Regions from separate parts of the Mus musculus genome. Here region 1 is linked to region 2. Evidence: chromatin contacts called from public promoter capture Hi-C data. All regions are on one chromosome and are shown on one strand. The core of a region is the stretch at or near the end of the contact, and the rest is flanking DNA. Distances in the headings are between cores, read along the strand shown.

Evidence for each region. Capture Hi-C pulls out chosen DNA fragments and counts their contacts.
Region 1: a contact with region 2 is called in a promoter capture Hi-C map of liver, with 5 times the contacts expected there. The contact joins two enhancer-like sites. A contact is called at or near these places in 5 of 39 promoter capture datasets (the HPC-7 cell line, embryonic stem cells, hippocampal neurons and 2 more), 1 of 484 Hi-C or Micro-C datasets (cortical neurons), 2 of 115 datasets of contacts at active chromatin or transcription factors (embryonic forebrain and large pre-B cells) and 1 of 9 other capture datasets (liver).

The regions. Positions count from the first base shown.
Region 1 is chr1:87,762,051-87,765,275 of GRCm38.p6, reverse strand. All of the region lies in intron 2 of Atg16l1 (autophagy related 16-like 1 (S. cerevisiae)), which reads right to left. Among named protein-coding and RNA genes, the nearest start is that of Atg16l1, 7.7 kb to the right of the region's middle. Within about 2 kb of position 1,250, at least 30 of the 459 cell types and tissues checked have an H3K27ac peak or open chromatin away from gene starts, as enhancers often do. A contact at or near this core is called in liver, where this site is marked.
Region 2 is chr1:86,598,945-86,601,958 of GRCm38.p6, reverse strand. Cops7b (COP9 signalosome subunit 7B) reads right to left here. Exons shown (of 8, transcript NM_172974.3): 6 at 2,754-2,956; 7 at 771-876. Among named protein-coding and RNA genes, the nearest start is that of Cops7b, 18 kb to the right of the region's middle. Within about 2 kb of position 1,633, at least 17 of the 459 cell types and tissues checked have an H3K27ac peak or open chromatin away from gene starts, as enhancers often do. A contact at or near this core is called in liver, where this site is marked.

The sequences.
Region 1 (3,225 bases), core at 1-2,500, 1.2 Mb before region 2:
AGACTTTCCGACTAGGCAATAAATCACTAGCTCCAGAATTTGATCCTGTACAATCTACCAAACCATTCTGGTATCTGAAACAGTGGTGGGCTGGAGAGATGGCTCAGTGTTTAAGAGCACTGACTGCTCTTCCAAAGGTCCTAAGTTCAAATCCCAGCAACCACATGGTGGCTCACAACCATCTGTACAGCTACAGTGTATTCATATACATAAAATAAATAAATCTTTAAAAAGAAACAGTGGCAAATCTTGAGCCTTTATGGGTAGAAAGACTGGTGATGGTAAACCAAACACAACCACAGCTGCCAGTCAACTAAGGAACAAAGGTGGGGCTTCTGAATAAAGTGTAGGTGAACAGCCAACACACCCACTCATTGCAAGTATTGCATCCCATCCCTGTGCCAGGTACTGCTGGTTCTGTTGAGAAAGGAAGAAGGGAGCACAGAGCTCTGTTCTCAGGCATCAGACAATAAAAAGCAGACGGGCAAAATCAAGTAGTGTGTGAAGCTACATGTTACAAAGAAACCACAAACAGGGTAGAAAAGTCTGGGTTTCACTAAGGTGACCAGAAAGAAACAAAGGGCAAGACATGTACTCACCCCTACCCAGTAAGGGGTTCTCTGAGTAGAGGGGGCTGCACACTACACACCTGGGAGGGCACAGTGTCAGTGAAAGGGACGGAGAACCAAGACTTAGAAAGTAGCATTTGCTGAGCCTCCCACGCCCTGGGCTTGAGGGAGGCACTCACTTACTGATGAAGGGTTTTAGTAGTCTGGGATGGGGAGAAGTGTAGGACAGGACAGAAACAGTGAGACCAGTTAGCAGGACACTGGGTAGCCCTACTACAGAAGGCAGCTCACATCGCAGTGGTGCCACTGGAGACAGTTGAGAGTTTAGACTCACTCTGAAGTGTGTGGGGGAATCAAAGACTGACAGGAATAAAAGACTGACTCAGGGCTTGGGATCTGAGCGACCAGCAAACCTGTATGGCAAGACTTGGGGGAGGAAAATGTCTAGGTGAGGACAGAAGGATTCTGTTCTGGCCATCCACACTGAAAGCTCACAGGTAATGTCAGCACACAGATGTGCATGAAGCTGCAGGAGTACAGGACACCACAACAACGATTCTGTTTTGGGAACTTTGTCAGATATTCGATATTTTCTCAGAAACAAGACTATAATGAAAACCAGTGAGAGGCTCTAAACTACAAAGGCAGAAGGGTGGATGGGTAGAGATAAAAGTTAATCAGTTAACAGCTGCTTGCAGAACAAACTATGTGGAAACCCAGACTTAAACCCCACAACAGACCTCCAGGGCCACTAACCCCGATCAGAGAAATATCTGGACTCAAACCCAAACAGATCCAGAAGTAATCATTTCTCCTCAAGGAATGCCTGCCAGTCCCAAAGATCTCTTCTCCAAAGCTCAAGGGAAAACAAACAAAAACCAACCACCGAAAGCTCTGGTCAGGTGTGGTCACTACGCACTTTGACAAAGGCTACCTGCTCCCAGAAGCTGAAGGACTAGTGTCCCAGGATCTGGCTCTTTATTTTCCGTTTATTTCAGAGATTCTGCAAAATTTTGGCTGACTACAACTGAAGAAAAGGTTCTTGGCAGGAGCTAGGTACTCATTCATGGTGATTCTGATCTGAAAAAAGGGACAGAAGAAGGGAAGAAGGCTGGACAGTAATTAAAGCATCCACACTGACAGGGCTGCTCCTTGGGATTTAGGATACGCTGCAAAATGAGAGGTGCTGCAAACAGCAGCATAAGGAAGTGGGCGTGGCCATGCATGCCTGTAATTCCAACCCCAGGCAGGAGCTCTCTGAATTCAAAGCCAGCCTTTTCTACAGAGTTCCAGGACAGCCAGGGCTATAGAGACCCTGCCTTAGAATAGCATAGTAATATCACATAACTCAAACACCTACTTATACTTGGATTCTTATCATACATCTAAGCATAAATAATCATTTATCTCACCCTTTGAAGCAAATGGATACTTCCCTAATTGTAGCCCAAGAAGTAGAAACCAAAAGACAAAAAAGTACACTACCCTGTATAAAGCCATCCTTAATGACTTTGAGTCATTAGAGAGTATCTCACCAAATCTTTCTCCAAATGCACAGCAGCACAGAATGTACAAAGCAGCTAATGTATTCTAATCTATGGGCTAGCATTCAACACAAAGTCTCATGAAATGAAAGCTGTAAGAAAATCAAGTCATTCCTCACACATGGTTAGGAGGGGTTAAAAAGAGTAACAGGGAGGACTTCCTAAGATGGTGGACTGCAGACAAGAACAACAGGCTGTGGAGACTTGCAGATAGAAACAGCACCTATAATTGCTAGGGACAAGGCAAGAAGGGACAGGCCATGCCCCTGCTTTGGGACCAGTGACTTCCTTCTACTCACAATGAAACAAAGGGACTGATACCTTCTGTGAGTACTCTTAACACGTTTCCAAGCAAACAACCCTTTGTGCTGGTCTCTGGTTTGGCTTCTGTCCCCACTAAGTGGATTTATTAACTCTCACCTCTCTATCCCCAATGCCTAGCCATACTACAGTCGAATCTAGAGTGAAATCTAGCCAAAGTTTAGGAATGAAAAGAAAGGCGGCGGCAAAATAAATGTAAACCACTGGACAGAATAAGGAGTTTGAGGTAAAGACTCAAAAGCATGAGTGGCTATGGGAGGGAAAGAGTATCCAGGGAAGAGGAACCCCAGACAACTTGTGGAAAGGACAGCAGTAATGGAAACAAGGCAGTCAGGAGGACTGGCTCATTAAAGGATGTTTGTGGGAAAAGACAGACTTCTAGTAAAACAACCACTTGAGTAAAATCCAGACAATAACCCCCCTCCCCCCAGCAAATCAATTTGTTGATGATACAGGAATACAGTCACTGTGTGGATTGCTTTCAACTGGACACAAGCTGGGGTCATTTGAGAAGAGGAAACCTCAAATGAAAAAGGGCCTCTGTAGGCAAATATATGGGGCATTTTGATTAATGATTTAGGGCCTTGCTAAGCATGAGTGATGACAACGCTAGTCAGGTGGTCCTGGGGTGTATAAGAAAACAAGCCAAGTGAGCCACAAGGGAGCAGGGTTCCTCAATGGCCTCTGCAGGTTTCTGTCCTGTCTGAGTACCTATGTTGGTTTCCCTCGATGATCAACTGTGACTAGGACATATAAGCCAAATTAAGCCTTTCTGCCACTCGTTGCTTTTG
Region 2 (3,014 bases), core at 384-2,883:
GGGAAAAAATGTATCTCACCTATTCAATTGAGAAAATGGTTATAATGTGGGCCAAGCGTAACAGAAGAAGAACACAGGAGCATATGACATAATTACCTCTGTAGAGATGTGCTGTGTTCAGGTGAGCATACAGTAAGCCCTCAAGTATGGCTCAGCCAGATGAGCTCATGGTTCCAGGCAATGAACAAAGCCCTGAGTCCTGCCCTCACTGTTCACATCAGTCTGTCTAACTTCTAGAAGGCCAGTAGGTAATGTATTATTTTAACTGGTATGGCAGAGGTAACCTGGCCTCTTCCTCACATTTATTTCAAAGTTTAGTAGTTTTTGATATTTTATTCATGTGCATGTGCGTGTGCATGAATGTACATCTGTGTACATGTGCATGTAAGAGCCCATGGAGGCCAGAAGGCGGCACTGCAGACCCAGAACTAGAGTTTTGGGTGGTTGTGAGCTGCTGTGTGAGTGGTGAGAGCCAAACCTAAGTCCTCGGTAAAAGCAGTAAGTCCACGTAACCACTTAGCCATCTCTCACACAGCACAACATTTCTTCTCCTCAGTAGCTGCAACATCATATGTACAGTGCAGATGTATGCATTCTACACTCTAAACCTGCTCACTCCCTGCTAACTCCCTATATCCCAGTACTAAGCCCAAGGCGTGTTTACTGGCTATTTGTTATACTCACACCAAAGTAATGACAACATGAAGGCACTGCAAACTAATTCCTAGGCACACCCCAAGGAAAGGAAAAAATGCCCTGGTTTTCTTTACCTCGGCTTCCACCTGCTGCTGAGTCCGGTGGTGGTTCTCTTTGTACTGGTTGGCTCTCAGAACCTGCTGCTCAATGCCCAAGAGAACTGCCTCACAGCCGTCACACCTGCAATGGGAAAAGCCAGCCCTGAGCTGCAGTGAAGCCCAGGCAGTCTCCTCCCTCCAAACCCTTCCAGCACTTTACAGGACTTTCTTTAGCAGGGGGCTGCCAGGTGGTTGTGTTGGTCCCCTCCCTCCTTCCCAACAAGGTCATCTAAATATGTAACACAGGCCAAGGGCACAGCGGAGGCTTTTGGGCAGCTTCTTGGACTACAGCTCTAATTTCCAGTCCTCGCAGCCCATAAGAAACAGTTTTATAGACTAAGACTGAAAGAGGGACAAAGTACAAGTGACACTGACTGATCCCTTTCTACAAAAGAAAAAAAAATAAATGTTGTATTTTAGAGATTGCCTTTTTCCTTAGAATTTGAAGTTATTTCCTAGTTAACAATCACTTCTCCCTTCTCACTTGGTAACACATGCCTTTAATCTCAGCATTCAGGAAGCAGAGGCAGAAGCAGGCAGACCTCTGATTTTACGGTTAGCCTGGTTGATACCAGCCAGGTCTACAAAATGAGATCTTGTCTTATAAAATAAAAAACGTTTTGAAAAGCAATATAATGAAAATTCACATACTGTTTACTACTATGCAAAATGTCCAACATTCTGCCATGTTTTTACCTTCTCAGGACAATAATTCTATTTCCAGCCCACCTGTAACATATAAATAGGAGCTCTGAGAATCTCTTCTGGTGGCTGAAGAGATGACTCAGTGGTTAGGACAATTGCTGCTCTTACACAGGATCAAAGTTCAGTTTCCAACACCCACACACTAGCTCATGATCATGCACAACTCCGGTTCCAGGGAATCTGACGCCCTCTTCTGACCTCTATGTACTAGATAAACACACAGTGCACTTCTATACATGTAAGCAAGATGCCTATTTTATATATATAATAAAATTAAAACATCTGGGTGTGGTGGCACTTGGGAGGCAGTCAGACAAATCTGACTTTAAGGCAAACCTGGAATGCATAGTTATAGTTAGTTCCAGGCAAGCCTGGGCTAGAGAACAAGGCCTGTTTTGATAAAACAAAAACAAAAGCAAGTTTCCCTATCTCTCAGCACAAAGCTGCCCACTCTGCCTAGTGACATACAACATGCCACACGCCTATGTGGGGACAATCTCTCCACTCTCAATAATGCTCTCTTCCTCAAAACTTCCTCACACTTCCCAAAAATGCTCTGGTTTCATAATCTCCAAATCACTTAAATAAATAGCTCATAACAAATATAAATCGTGTAATCACTTTTGCAAGCATCCAATTCTACTAAAATAAGAATATACTCAAAAGTCTCAGTTCTTTTTACTAAATTCCTTTTATTCATTGGAGGGGAGAATAAAGAGATACATTCTCCAACTCACAATCCTTCTGCCTTGGCATCCTAAGTGCTAGGATTGGGGTTACAGGAATGTACCACCACACCCAGCTGCCTTGACTGTCAAATATTGTATGCATCGGTGTTCCAGATCACAAAGGCCTATTCACAGTTGTCTTCCCCACAATGCTTCACTAGCACTACTAGCTCAACATGTCACTGGCAAACACTAACTTCCTGCTCTTGGTGTATGTTTATAAGGTGCAGATTTAGTGCTGCACAGTCAGAACGCAGAGACTCTACCTGTAACTCCACATGAATATTTTATAGCCCACTGTTAAACAGCCCAGCTGCATTTAAAATCAATTTTATAAGCCAGGCACCAGGAATCTTTCCAAGCTTCCTAATGCCACACAGCTGTAATCACAAATGCAGTCCCACTCTCTGTTTCAGTGTCCAAAGACCCCAGCTTTGGCTTCCTCAAGCTCACTTCTGAAAGTCACAGTGCTGCAGAGAGAGGCACAAAGGACCTACTAGATTCTCCCTCCATCTCCCAGCCTCACCACTCATGCAAGGTCTTGACAATGTTATTGATATCTTTCTTCCGGATGTCACGGCCAATGCAGAAATCCACTTCCAGGAGCTGATTTCGCTGGTCCAGTTTGCCCTGGATGATGTCAGTGTAGACAGCCTCAATGATAAGGTCTTCTAGTTCCCTGAGATTCCTCATCTCCAGGTCTTTCAGCAGCACAGAGTAGGGGATACACTGTGGATAGGTCATATGACAGTCGGCAAGCATTGAAAAAAATTTCAAGCATTACCCA